2 separate regions of the Zea mays genome follow, and region 2 is linked to region 1. A link is a contact called in public Hi-C data. All regions are on one chromosome and are shown on one strand. The core of a region is the stretch at or near the end of the contact, and the rest is flanking DNA. Distances in the headings are between cores, read along the strand shown.

Region 1 (7,440 bases), core at 1,308-3,807:
TGGTCAATCACCAAACTGCATTACACCACGATACACTCCACTACACCCTCTCGAGCAACACCAGGAACCATACCAAATCCCAAGTAGAGAAGAGCAAGGGCTGCAGCTGGCAAGAAGCTTTGCTCAGAAATGGAGTTCCTGTCGCAGATGTGGTCGCTCCTGGGCCTGCTCACCATCCTGCAGAACGTCCTCCCCACGCAGCTGCTCTCCTTGCTGCACTCGCTGTGGCAGTCGCTCCAAGACTCTCTCACGCCCTACTCCTACTTCGACGTGCCCGAGTTCCTCGGCTCTGCGGCCGTCGAGCCCAACGCGCTCTACCGCCACATCCAGCTCTACCTCCACCGCTCCCTCCTCCTCTCCTCGCCTCCGCCGCCACGCCTCACGCTCTCGCTGCCGCGCTCCTCCGCCGGCTCCGGCGGCCACGCCCACGGCGCTGCGCCATCCCCGCCGTCGGTGTCGCTCTCCCCAAACCACTCGGTCGCGGACACCTTCAACGGCCACCGCGCCGTGTGGACGCACCACGCCGACACGCTCCAGGACTCGCTCGAGGAGCGCCGGTCCTTCTCGTTGCGCCTCCCGAAGCGGCACGCCGCGGCGGTGCTCCCGGCGTACCTCGCGCACCTGGCCGACGCGGCGGACCACCTGGAGCGCTCGTCGCGGGCGCGGAGGCTGCACACGAACGCGGCGTCCCCGCGTGGCGCCGCGGCGTGGGCGTCGGTGCCGTTCTGCCACCCGGCCACCTTCGACACGCTCGCGCTCGACCCGGGACTCAAGGCGCGCCTCCTTGCCGACCTCACGGCCTTCTCCCAAGGGAGGGAGTTCTACCGCCGGACAGGCAGGCCGTGGAAGCGCGGCTACCTCTTGCACGGCCCGCCCGGCTCGGGAAAGTCTTCGCTCATCGCGGCCATGGCGAACCACCTCCGCTACGACGTGTTCGACCTCGAGCTCACCCGTGTGGCCACCAACGCGGACCTCCGCGCGCTCCTAATCCAGACCACCAACCGGTCGCTCATTGTCATCGAGGACATCGACTGCTCCCTCCACCTCACTGGCGACCGAGGCCTAGCCTCCGAGAGGCTGCACAAGAGACGCAAGCTCCACGCCGCTTCCTACAACGACGACTCATCCGACTCGGACGACGACGCCGGTGCCAATGGCGACGACAACCACCGGGGCAAGGTGACGCTGTCCGGCCTCCTCAACTTCACTGACGGCCTGTGGTCGTGCTGCGGCGAGGAGCGCATCATAGTGTTCACGACGAACCACGTGGACGGCATCGACCCCGCGTTGCTTCGCCCGGGGAGGATGGACGTCCACGTGCGCCTCGACGCGTGCGGCACGCACGCCATGCGCGAGCTGGTGCAGCGCTACGTCGGCGTTGGCGACCATGAGATGGTCGACGCCGCTGAGGACTCCATCAGGGGCGGCGCCGAGATGACGCCGGCCGAGGTCGGAGAGGTGCTTCTTAGGAACAGAGACGAACCGGAGGCGGCGGTGACAGAGCTCGCCGCCGAGCTGAAAGCGAGGAGAAGCGCGGCTGACAATATCCATGAGTGGGACGACTCCGCGGCGGAGCTCTCCGACGGGTCGCCGACCAAGAAGGGGAGGAAGGGGTTGGGATGGGAGGGCAAGATCAGGATCCTGGGAAGGCTGAGAAGCCTCACCAAGTCGGAGTCGGGCCGCCGATGAGTTAGTTTGACTTTGTTTTAGGTCAGGTCTTCGTCCGATCCGCATTTCTGTTTACATCGGAGGGTTATCAGCAAATTAATCAGACGGTCGAGCAGTCGTTGGACGCCCCCCGCGGATCTATTTAAGTCACGTGAACGGTGCCTCGGTCTCCGTTGTCGCCGACGACGCCAAGCGATCAGTTCCTTCCTTCCACCCGCCGGGGCACGGTGCATGACGGGTGACGAGCTCATCGCGTCGGAAACGACCATGGACGCTACACGGCTCGCCGCAGCCTGCGCCAAGATTGACGAGTACGCTGCCGTGGGAGCACCCATGAGCGGCGCCAAAATCGCGGCCATCTGCGCTATAATCGAAGACGGCGCCACCGCTCGCAAGCACCGCAGGAAAAAGAGGAGGAGGAGGCTGTGCGTGGACAGCACCCGCAGCTACAAGCAGATAGGCGAGGTCGGCATTGGTAATTTCGGCGCCGTCATCCTGGCACGCCACCGCAAGACCGGTCAGGCCGTAGCCATAAAGACATTCCGAGGGCGAGACGGCAAGAAATCCCCCGACGTCGGCGAGGTGCTGCGGGAGGCCTGCTTCCTGGCGGCCTCCGCCGGCCACCCCAACCTCGTCGGACTCCACACCGTGGCACGCAGGCCGGGCACCAAGGAGTACTTCGTCGTTATGGAATTCGTCGGGCCGAGCCTGCGCCACGCCCTGAATAAGCACCTGCGTATCCACGACGCCCCGTTCCCTGAAGCCGATGTGCGTCGGATCATGAGGCATATCCTAACCGGTGCCCAGGCGATGCACTCGCTCTGCATCGTCCACCGTGACACAAAGCCCGTAAACATCCTCGTCAAAGAGGACGGCAGGGTCGTGAAGATCTGCGACTACGGGCTGGCGATGTAGTGATGTACACGGCCAAGTCCGGACCACCATACCGGGTAGGCACGGGAGCCTACATGGCACCGGAGGTGCTGATGTGTAGATCCGACTACGACGAGCGCGTGGACCTGTGGTCCATCGGCTGCGTCATGGCGGAGCTGCTCTCCGGCAAGGTGTTGTTCAAGGTGGAGAACGGCGTGCGACAGATCGACAAGATCTTCGACTTGCTCGGCGCACCGGCCGAGGAAACGTTCGAGACATTCATGTCGCCGTTCATGTGCGGCAAGGTGCTGCGACGGCGAGCCCGGCTGCCACCACCGCGCCGCGACAGTCGACTGCGCGAGCTCTTACCCAGTGATGTGCTGTCAGAGGATGGATACGGTGTCTTGAAGGGGCTCCTGACGTGTAACCCTAAGGAGAGGCTCACGGCCGCCACGGCTCTCCAACTCCCGTGGTTCATTGGCACCGCTGGTGTCCCGTAGAGATGGCAATTCTTCCATTAGACGATGAGTGGAAAAGTTTGTAAACGGTGAAAGGGCAATTCTTCCATTAGACGATGAGTGGAAAAGTTTGTCAATGGTGAAAAATTCTCTCGTAATTACATTGTCAAAATATTACTCATGTACAAATATGTTTAGTTTAATGTACACATAGGAAGGACTCGAAATGATTTCACAAAAGCATTTGGCGCTACCAACATACCATGCAAATGTGTTGACGCTCCGGTGGAGCGTGTAAAACAATATGTTGCACTATAAATTATATAGTTCGTAGAGTGAAATTTAAAATAAGTGCTATAGAAAATCTGCTGGCAGAGTGAAGTTTAAAATAAGTGCTATTGAGAATTTGCTGGAGATAACCCATATGCTATTTCGAAATCTCCTGCAAGACCATCACCAAACGTCACATGGTTGCCCCTATAGATGGCCAAAAAGCACGAGGCCCGTGAGCCCGGCACGAAGCCCGCTTTTTTGGCCCGGTCCGAGCCCGGCACGGTAGAATAAGCGGGCGGGCTTGGACAGTAAACTAGGCACGGCGGGCTAGCCCGGCACGGCCCGTTTACCTCTAAGCCCGTTAAGCCCGTTTTTTTACACTAAAACATGTTTACCGGCCCGTTTAGCCCACTTTTCGGCCCGTTTTTTCGTGCTAAACGGGCCGGCTCGGCCCGTTTAGGCCCGATGCGGACCAGACTTGGACAGAAAATTAAGCCTGCTGGCTCAGCAGGCCCAGTCCGGTTTTTGGTCGGGCTTCACCGGGCCCGGACCGGGCTGGGCCGGGCGGCCCGTTTGGCCATCTCTAGTTGCCCCGCCATTTTTAATTTAAAATATCGAAGGTTTCTCGGCTTTACTTAGGCACAGTATGTCTATACTGCTTAGAGAACTAGACCGGCTGTTTAAAAAGTATTTTTTGAGGTTTAGAAAAAATACTAGCTCCATTTCTTTTTATTTGACGCTCAACTGTACAACTTTACACTAAAAACGTCAAATTGAAAAAAAAAATGGAGGGAGTAGTATGGTTTTGTGACATACTTCAGTTTTATAGTGTCATGAAGTGTTCGAACGTAATAAATGGTTTTAAAATTGTTTCATAGTTGAAAAACGGGGTGAACCAGCTAGTAAAACTGAAAAGACGACTCAAGTAATGAGACAAGATTCACACTCAAGCACTGACTATCCACCCCAAGCCCTAAGACTATTCGCAGCGGTTCCTTCTAAATTTCTCCTCTTAGGTTGTGCGCAACGCAACCCCCTCGACATCCCCCTCCCCTTGCATGGCGGCTGTAGGGGGCATCCTACGGCCGCAGCGGTGCCCCCTACAGCACCCCCTACGTGTCGGTCTCCTTCTCTCTCCCTCCAGATCTAGCGTGTCCCTGTTCATCACCCTAAACACTGTGCTGTGGGTCCACGAGTAATTGTTAGTAAATAAAAAATTGATAGTTGATATAGAAAATGATATTTTATAGTTGTAGTGGGGTATAGAGGAGTACTTAGGGGGAACCGCTGCGGGAGATGAAAAAATAGGAGGAAAAATAGGGGAAAAAGTGATATAGAGGAAAAAATTTAGGGGTAACGGTTGCGGATAGCCTTATATCACTTTTTTGGATCACATCATCAACAGTTTATCCCCTACCTTTTCATCTCCCACCTTTTCATCTCCCGCAGTAGTTCCCCTTAAATACTCCCCTTATACCTCACAACTATAAAATATCATTTTCTATATCTACTATTAATTTTTTATCTACTAACAATTACTTGTGAACCCACAGCACAGTGTCGTAGGAGATGAACAGTAAACCGCTGGATTAAGGGAAGGAGAGAAGAGAGCCGGCGCCTAGAGTGGCGTGTAGGAGACAGCGCTGCGGGGTCGGAGGAGGGAGCTGTAGCCGCTACGAAGGGGAGGTGGCTGCTCAACGCTCTCCGCTGCGGCCAGCCTAAGGTATTGCCTTGTGATAGGTGTGCAGATTTCATACATATAGCTTAGCTATTGTTTCCCGGCCACAGCACCACTTGTGTAAATTCTTATACTAGTAATTTAACCCTGATTTACCAGGGTAAATCAAACATGTATGTAGATAACCAATTATCATTACTTCTATATAACTCAGTTTACTAATTGAATACAAAAACCACTAATGGTCCAGAACCATAATTAGACGGGCAAAGTTTCCAATTGACAAACTGTCGAGTTGACGAACATGCGCAGAAAGGGCACCATCTTTAGATTAATATGGTTGAGCAAAGAACTGCAAGCATCAGTGCATCACCGACGGAACAAATTAGAGAAGAAACAAAAAACAGACTTAGATGTAAAACAAAAAAAGTAGCAGCATTTCAGCAGATTATGACAGTCTTAAAGGATAAAATAAGCAGTTATGCTCATGAATAAATTCAGAAGTCACAATAAGATTGAAAGAACAAAGAAAACACATAGCTTGATTATTTAGACAAATATATTGAGATGTGTGCTATGAAAAGCTAATCAGAAAACATGAAAAATGAAGTACTAATTATCCTACTTTTACTGCACAGACTTGTACAACATATTGTTACATTAACCGAACTGGTCAAGCTCCAAATTTCAATGTTCCACATTCTCGCCTTCTATGTACATTGATAGGCCAACGAATTATGAAACATGATTATCACTTCAAAAAAATCCATATGATGCTCTAGTCTCTAGTCACCTCGGAGCTAAAATTATAGGTATACATATCTTCATGATTTCATTAAGTATAATCACTCCTAAACAATGAATTGCAGCTCCTTTGGGCTTCTTATTGCAAAAAGATACAATTCCATGCTGCCAGAGTGAGATGCAGACAAGTATGTTCAATATCATATCCCACGTAGCTTCTAAAGATTGCATGTGTTACGGTTGTTGAGGTGGAAGAGGTAGGGCGGAGGCGCAGGCCCCTCACTGCGCAGATAGTGGTGATCGCCGGAAGGACGCCATCGATCAAATGATCAATGGTGACTAGCAGGAGGGAGACTAGGTAAGCTAGGGTAGAGGATAATAGATTGATTTCAGTGCTTGCCTTTTCTTGCTAACAATAATCTTGAATATATAGGCCTAAGGCCAACCGAATATTCTCCAAATAGGAGATCTAAGTGCTAACACTTATCTAATAACTCGACTGCATATCCTAACAGACTTATTCTATCCAATCTAATAAACTGTATTCAAACTGATTCTATCCATTCTAATAAACTTGAACTGATCTAACTAATCTCTAACCCGTTCTGCTGCTTCTTGGTTCTCCTCTGGTATTAATGTCCCCACATAACAGCATGCCATAAACAAAACAAACATTCTTACGACCCTGTGATACTTCACTGTTGCAGCACTTATACCTGTTACCTTCACAAGTCAGTTGCTTAGTCATTTCTCCGTGACATTGTAAATAGAATGCGGGGAAGACCTAAAATCTATGAATTGGGTTATCGACAAGAATAGATTCTTTGTCACAAGCGAATCATAAAGAATAGCAAGCGAGGTAGCAACTGACTCTACTACAGATTTAACACTAGTACACTCCTGGTGTGCCGCTACAGGATGAAAGAGTATTTGTGATAACTTAGTAGAGTTTTCTCTCTTTTGAATTCAATTTTTTGGCTGTACATGTGGAATTCAAATCTCGCCACAGAATATACTAGTTTGAATGTTCTCGATCCTCAACATTTTCTTCCTCTTCTTTATTTTCATATGCCTATGTTATAAAGAAAATCATAATGTTAAGCATTACAACAGAGTCTGGAACAAGAAAGCTTTTCACAGTTAGGGTCCAACCAGCGATAGGGAGAACCCCCAATCTACTTAAGAAGAGCTGTGGATAAATGTATAACTCTATTTCGGCCAAATCAGGATCTCCTTCTATATCCTTGAGCAAATTAGCAACATTTCGTGCAGTGACATGTGGGTTGTGTTCATTCATTCCAAACAAAGAGAAGACCCCACAAAATCTTATGCTGGATACACATCGGACCATTCAACACCTGAATATTGTTGGTAGGGTAGTGAAGAACTTCTGTAGCTAGCGTTAAACAACAGGTGAACCAAAGCATGCACAATCGTTGTTAATGCTACAGAACTAAAACTGATCCAGACAGTAGCTGGTAGAGTGGTACGGCGTACCATTGGGTGGCGCGAACTTAGGGGAACGGCGGCAGCCGCAGCACGACCTGCTCGGTGACCGCCAGGTCCGAGCGTGATATCTGCAACAACGCCCCCGAAAATCACAGAACCAGAACCCACTAGATCAGCAACTCTGCACGAACAAGAGATGCGACGAGGAGCAGTTCCTAGTTTCCTACTGGCCAGGTGGGATACGAACCGGATCGCGGAGGACGGGCTTTGTGTCGTCCACGGCGGGCCGGAACGGTG
Region 2 (7,440 bases), core at 3,562-6,061, 340 kb after region 1:
CAAGCCTCATCCTCATCCACACGATTGGGTCATCAGCTGCCTAATCATAGACCACCGTGCCAAGTGAAGCAACCAAACAAGCCGGGGGAGAGAACCGATGCCGCTGGGGTCGACCTGCGCGCACACCGGCGATGAGGCCTCAACGACCGACTTGAGCTCCTCCTTGGGATGCCTGGAGTTTGCCCGTGACCTCAAAGGGTGGCGCTTGTGTCGGGATGGCGCAGAATTTGTCCCCGAAGGCCAACCTCCGCCACGAGTCACTGTAGGGCGTATGCGACATTATCGGTGCCCTCATCGTGGGTAAGATCACTCCCATGGAGTTCGCCTTGGTCTCCTATGTGCGCAGCATCATCAGAATCATAGGTTACCGACCTATAGCGTGGGTCGGGAAATCCGACCATGCCGCCACCGTTGACTTGTGGGCGGCGGCGTTGGTGCTGTCAGAGGAAGAAGGTGAACCTAGGGCCGTTTGATCCACTGGTGGCGATAGGATTAGATCTGGGGGTGTGTCATCGTTTGCCATTGATGCTAATATGGTCGGCCACGATTATATCCTGGCATACCGATTCGGTATGTGGGTACTGGCCATCCGGTGGGGATCGGAGGAACGTAGTTCGATCCCGCGTGAGTTAAATCTGGACCGCTGGTCGCTAATCCGTTGGTAGAAATCACACACCGGTTGGGTTAAAGTGTAGATCTAATCCGCGCCACTGATTTTGGATCGGGTGGCTGGGGTAAGCTGGTACCCGTTCACCGAGTACATTTTGCATTGGGAACCCCCTGGTTTCTAGTATTCAACCCATCGTCCTACTTTTACAGTAGCACCCTCGGAATTAAAATTTGGAATTGCAAATAGGTCCTTTGATTTTTCAAAAAGGTTCCTGGTGATTGATTTAGATATGTAGATCACACTAAAAACACCCTAAAACTTCTTTAGTTCGTAACTTTCTCATTTTAACTCCGATTTGATACATTCGAATTGCGTTAGGTTCGTAATAAAATTATCTACATTTTAGTAACCTTATTAATGTAACATGTTTTAAACGATTAATTTGTTAACCCTATGTTCATTAGATTAACTTTTCTAATTAAAGTTAAGGTAATGTCTTCAGTCCCTAGTTATAAAGTGACAAAAATATGTTTTCTAATCAAGTTATAACTTAGATTAAAATTAAATTAATCTTTTCTTGAGAATACATTTTCTCACATGATTCATTAATCAACATAGACACAGTTTTCATATTTGATCACATAAAACTTATGAAAACTGTAACTTCTTAACCATAACTCCGGTCTTAGCAGCTCTCGTAGCAGCGCGTAGAATATTTTTACGTTGTTTGTTCTTATTATTGGTGTGATGTTAATTTTGCCTATGCCATGTTTGTTTGTATTGCTACGAGTAGCAGCGAGGTTACGAGTCACTTGAAGACCAAGTTGGTGAAGTACCTGGGAATCTTGAGTCTAAGTCAAGTTGTAGCTTTGATCACTCCTTTTTACCTAATAATGTTTGTTGTTAATCACTGTGACAGGCTCAGGTTAATTTGACGGGACTTAATAGGTTTCTCTAGCATTGTTTATCCCCCACCTCACAAACAACTGAATTATTGGGTAGATTTGCTATTGCTCTACATGGTTTTGGGAATCTAATGTTTTATTATGATCATGTTCTAATTATGTTGTTGTTTAATTATTGTTCATGATAAGATCATATTGTTAATTGGAACATGGAGAACCACTCGAGAAAACAGTGCTACCACAAGGGTGGAATGGGACGCCCTTGGCCAAGTAATTAGGAAAGCTAGGGAGAGATTACCTTACCCGGGTAGGGGCAAGCGGGGAGGCGTCGCTGCAGAGTATAGGGAGGTCCTCGGGTCAAATTGTCTGTAAATCTTTTGGGACGTATAATTGCTAATAAAATTTTGACCAACTTTAAGATGAGATGCGTGAAGGATGATGTGATAAGTTCATGAGCGGTCTAAGCCGTCGTCGCCTAGTCAACTTTGGGTTGTTGGATCGTTGTCTTCGTATGATGTAAATATTTAACTATTTTGTACAGAACTCCACTATATAGTAAAGATCGTTCTATACCATGAGTCATCATATGTGGACTTTGTCCCAACACATTTGGTGATTATTTCATGACCGGGTTTTAGTGTCCCTAAAATCCGGGTGTGACACAACGTCTATAGGAAAATCGACGCCTATAAGAAAATTGTCCAAAATTATTGTGCTCAGGAGGGGGATCGAACCCGTGCGCTCTGGTAGAGGTAGTAGACGACAAGGGTTGTGCTCTGCTAGCCACTTAAGCCCAAACAAGTTTATGTCTAATAGTCAACATGTGTTATATATATATATGTAGACTGAGTTTTCAAAATAATAATAAAAATAATCATGTTAGGTTGGGCCGACACTACGGGCCGAGACAGTGGCCCAAGAATGGCACGCCTCTCGAGTCGGGCTAGCACGGGCCCCATTTTTAAAGTGTCGGGCCAGGCCACAACAATATTAAATGGGTCGTGTCTCGGGCCGGCTCGCTAGGCACGACCCATTTGGCCATCTATACCGACGCCTCCCTCCATGCCATCGTCACCCGCAAGCCCCGCACATCCCACGCTCCACGTACCGTCGCACAACCCACGCTCCTCATCTCCTCCGCGCCCGTGCTAAATGCCCACTATCATCCTCTTCCTCCACTTCGGCCCACACCTGCGCCTGCCCCCACGTGTTGCCACTACGTCCCCACCCCCTGCCCCGCCGCGACAGACCCCCCTTGGTACCCTCCCTCAACTTTGCCCTTCGCCTCCTCCTTGATGCCTGCGACTTCGCCAAGGATCTTGAGGGGCTCGTGGCCGACGTCGAGGCGCTCAAGACTCCATCTAGGCCCACGATGCGTTGTCTTGTCCGTACGCGCGCTACTTCCACGAGGTGGGCGGGGAGCTGATGCGCAGCCTGATCTAGGTCAACATCGAGGGGCGTCATGCGGGTCACACACGCTGTGCTACCAGACATGGTCGAGACTCGAGAGGAAGTGCGACGCCATTGCCAACATCGGCTCCAGTGCCACCTTTAACGTGTCTTCCTATTTGCCCTATTCTGTCTACGCCGCCACCAAAGCCACAATACTAAGGGTCTGTTTGGTTGGGCTGTGTATGTGAAAAAAGTTGTTGTGGGCTGTGAGCTGTGGAAAAGGTAGCTGTAAGCTGTAAGCTGTAAGCTGTTAAAAAGCTAAAAGCCGTTTGGTGGAAACTACTAAAAGTCGTTAAAAATTCTTCGACATATGTTTTCACAGTTCCATCCGAAAAGCCACTAAAAGCAGGTCCAGGGGTGCTTTCAGATTTGCACTACGAGAAAGTCGGCTTTTAGAAAAAACTGTTTTCTGAATCCAGCCCTTTGGTTGGATTTTGGCTTTTAGGAGGACAAAAGCCAAAGTCAAAAGTCAAACCAAACACACCCTAATAAATGTTTTCCTCGCATCTCTCTAGCTAAATCGATAAGGACCTGTTCATTTGAGCCGGAATTCACCCTAAGATTGATCCAATTGATCAAACCCTATATAAATTAGACAAAAAATCTGGCTAAGAATGGTTACAGATGACCATTTCTTAGGAACCGAACATGCCCTAAAGGTATAGGTTGGTATATCGTAAAATCAGAAAAAGCTACATATATTCTACCACGGCTACATATTTTAAGGACATAAAACCTATGTGTCCTAACAATATATAGAACATTAATGCGCAATTTCATTACTATAGATCCACTTCACAAGGAAATTAGAAGGATTCAAACACCATACTTGATAAAACTTTGTTGAGCTCGTCCTTTGGACATGTATGCCCCTAAATTTACAATAAATTAGTAAAGCAAGGTGTTATATTGGTATATTGTTTGAAATCTTGTCTCGGTTTATCCTACACCAGTCATGCCACACGGACGCTTTACGACGAGCCAAGCGGCTTGTAACCATTTTTTTCCTGTCACTCAGAACTAGCTATCGGCCTACCGCACCCGCAAAATTTCCCAAACCCCGCACACAATTGCCGGAACCCTAGCTCCACTCCATCCTCCCAGCCCGCACCAATGACGGACCAACAAACCCAGGATCTCGTCAAGGAGCTCGTCCACCGCCTCCTCTCCGCCGCCGAATCCGGCGGGCGCGGCGGCGGGCGCGACACGGGCGGTGCGCTGCGGTTCGCGCACCGAATCCTCTCCAGCCGCCTCGCCCCCGCGGTCCTCCCCGATGAGCACGCGCTCGCGGAGTCCATCAAGCGCCGCCTCGCCGCCTCGGGCCGCCCCGATGATGCGCTCTCATTCGCTGACCTCCACTCCAAGCTCTCCGTCCGTGCCCGCCCAGCGTCGCTGTGGCCGCTCCTCTACCTGCTCGACTCTCTCTCCTCGCAGTACCGCGCCGCCGCCGCGGCTTCGTGCCTCCCAAACCTTCCCATCGCCGCCCTACCGCAGAATGCCACCTCGGGGACGGCGCCGGGCGCCGGTGTCAGGCCGGGTTCGCGGACGCACGGGGCGCCGCCGGGCGGCCTGGTGCTGGTCTCCAAGGATCCGGACAACATCCGCGAGATCGCGCTGCGTGAGTACACCGAGCTGGTGATCGACGAGACGGAGGTGTCGGAGGCCGCGCTTGTGCGGGACGTGCTGTACGCGTGCCAGGGCATCGACGGCCGCTACGTGCGCTATGACAAGTCCGTGGACTCCTACGACCTTCCAGACGGTGTTCGAGTGCCGCGATCCACGCGCACCCTCGTTCGCAAGCTATGCGAGCTTGGCTGGCTGTTCAGCAAGGTGCGGGGCTTCATTTCTGACAACATAAGCCGCTCGCCCTCAGATGCTGCCACTGAGGTGGGCACTGTTACCCAGGCATTCTGCTCGGCGCTCCAGGAGGAGCTGTCTGATTATTATAAGCTGCTGGCTGTTCTGGAATCGTACTCATTGAATCCAATTCCCACACCTGGATCTGATTCAGGTGTGTCCAGTAATTACCTCTCACTGCGCCGTCTTGCAGTGTGGCTTGCTGAGCCTGCAGTGAGAATGCGCCTAATGGCTGTTCTGGTTGATGGATGCCGGGGACTGAGGGGTGGTGCTATGGCTGGTGTGATCCATGGGCACGCACAACACGGAGATCCTATGTTTCAGGAGTTTATGGGCCGATTACTGCGCCGGGTGTGCTCGCCGTTGTTTGAGATGGTCAGGAGCTGGGTGCTAGAAGGGGAATTGGAGGATGTATTTGCAGAGTTTTTTATCGTTGGGCAGCCAGTGAAAGCAGAATCTTTGTGGCGGGAGGGCTACCTTATTCAATCTGATATGCTTCCAGCTTTCATATCTCCAGTGCTCGCAAAACGGATTCTTAGAACTGGCAAGTCAATCAACTTTCTTAGAGTATGCTGTGACGATAGTGGCTGGGCTGATGCTGCTGCCGAGGCTGCTGCATATGTTGGCACTACAACATCTCGGGGTGGCCTTGGTTATGGGGAGACTGATGCTTTGGAGGCATTGGTGGTTGAGGCAGCCAAGAGGATTGATCGACATTTGATGGATGTCATTCATAAGCGGTACCGATTTAAGGACCACTGCCTTGCTATTAAGCGTTACTTGCTTCTTGGGCAGGGTGATTTTGTCCAGTATCTTATGGACGTTGTTGGCCCCGAGTTATCAGAGCCAGCAAATAGGATTAGCTCCTTCCAATTGGCTGGCTTGCTTGAGACTGCAATCCGAGCATCCAATGCACAATATGATGACTGTGATATCTTGGACCGGATAAAGGTAAAGATGATGGATCATGGGGATGGTGATCGTGGCTGGGATGTCTTCTCTTTGGAGTATGATGCTAGGGTCCCCCTGGACACTGTGTTCACAGCTTCAGTTATGAAGATGTATCTCAAGGTTTTCAACTTCTTGTGGAAGCTCAAACGCGTAGATCACTCCCTTACCGGAGTGTGGAAGACTATGAAACCTAACTGCATTGTTTCTTCTCCATTTTACAAGGAAGGAACAAGCATCAGAGCTCAATTTGTATCAGTTCTTCGTAAATGTCAAGTTCTATTCAATGAGATGAATCACTTTGTGACCAATTTCCAATACTACATTATGTTTGAGGTCCTGGAGGTTTCGTGGGCCCGTTTTTCTGATGAAATGGATGCAGCAAAGGATTTAGATGACCTTCTCTTAGCACACGATAAATATCTCAACTCGATACTGGAGAAGGCCCTGCTTGGTGAACATTCCCAAGGACTTTTGAGGAATCTGTTTGAACTGTTTGACATTATTTTACAGTTTCGAAGCCATGCTGATCGATGGTTTGAAAGGATATATGAGTTGCAGCTAAGGTTAGATTATTGCAGAATCAGATATTGTGATTCCATCTTTACTTTAAAGCTTATCTCATACCTACTGTTTGATTTACATTTTACTCCAATGTTTCATTTTTATTGCAGGGGAAAGGGTAAATCAAAATCAAAGGATACAGGTTCATGGTTTGATGGCGGCAGAAAAGCTATGATCCAACTAGCTGGAGAACTTTTCTGGAAAATGGGTGAAGACCTGGATAGCATCGCAAAGGATTATACAGCTTCTCTTGATGCTTTTATTACGCAGCTGCCCATGCAACAGCACGTCGATTTGAAGTTCCTTCTCTTCCGCCTTGACTTCACTGAATATTACAGTCGTGTTTCCTCCAACAAATGAATGTGAGCCGCTTATGTGAAAAACTAGGAGTTAGATTGATCGTTTGGTTGGGACTTGGAAAGCATTATTTTTATACCATATCCCATTAATTGATCTTGGTCGCTTGATTGGCAATGGTCACTTCCATTTTCCTTGCACCTCCTGTAGAAGAGGATCTGAATACCCTTTTACTGAGGATTGCCAATGCTACAATCTGGTGATTCTGTCAGCTGTTTGCATGCTGATGCTTATGTGCCGATTCAACGAGGCTAAAGCCACGCATTTCATGCAACTCTGTACACAATTGTAAGTTTGTTTTGATCTTGATTTTCATGGATGTTCTGGTGTAAATTTAATATTTATTTTTTCTCTATTAATTTCTTGAGAATTAAAGCTGGAGGTCTTGAAGATTTGTCCTTAACAGTTTGTATTGTCAGTTTTACAAGAGCAGATAACTCATTACATTGTTTTGATCTTGAAGTTTGGTTTAGAAATGTAATGTAAATAGCAACGGTAATGATTTACACTCGAGTATCGGTAATAATAAGCTAAAATAGAACAATATTAATTTTTAGTGTGGTATCCGATTACGGTAACGTTATCAGTTATCTATCACCAGTTATCTCTCACGTTACAAATACAAATATGTGAAGCAAACATCACCTCAGTGTCCATAAGCTAGTGACCTGCTTGGAGCATGATGCAACTGAATGGCCTGCTTGGAGCATGATGCAACTGAATGGATGCGGAAAAAGGAGACTTGAA

Evidence for each region. A called contact is a pair of places that touch in the nucleus more often than the background predicts.
Region 2: a Hi-C map of ear shows a contact between it and region 1, with 2.3 times the contacts expected there. The contact joins the promoter of LOC100280166 here to the promoter of LOC111589762 in region 1. A contact is called at or near these places in 2 of 25 Hi-C or Micro-C datasets (ear and tassel).

What each region holds. Positions count from the first base shown.
Region 1 is chr7:128,326,027-128,333,466 of Zm-B73-REFERENCE-NAM-5.0, forward strand. LOC111589762 (putative cyclin-dependent kinase F-2) reads left to right here and starts at 2,558. Exons shown (of 1, transcript XM_023300658.2): 1 at 2,558-3,111. The coding sequence starts at 2,586. The coding sequence ends at 3,041. It overlaps LOC100278733 (AAA-ATPase), which reads left to right and starts at 26. Exons shown (of 1, transcript NM_001151913.2): 1 at 26-1,817. The coding sequence starts at 130. The coding sequence ends at 1,689. It overlaps LOC103632832 (a long non-coding RNA gene), which reads right to left. Exons shown (of 3, transcript XR_004851514.1): 1 at 7,391-7,440; 2 at 7,192-7,271; 3 at 5,067-5,302.
Region 2 is chr7:128,659,979-128,667,418 of Zm-B73-REFERENCE-NAM-5.0, forward strand. LOC100280166 (Gamma-tubulin complex component 3) reads left to right here and starts at 4,812. Exons shown (of 2, transcript NM_001153098.1): 1 at 4,812-6,338; 2 at 6,447-6,965. The coding sequence starts at 5,044. The coding sequence ends at 6,696.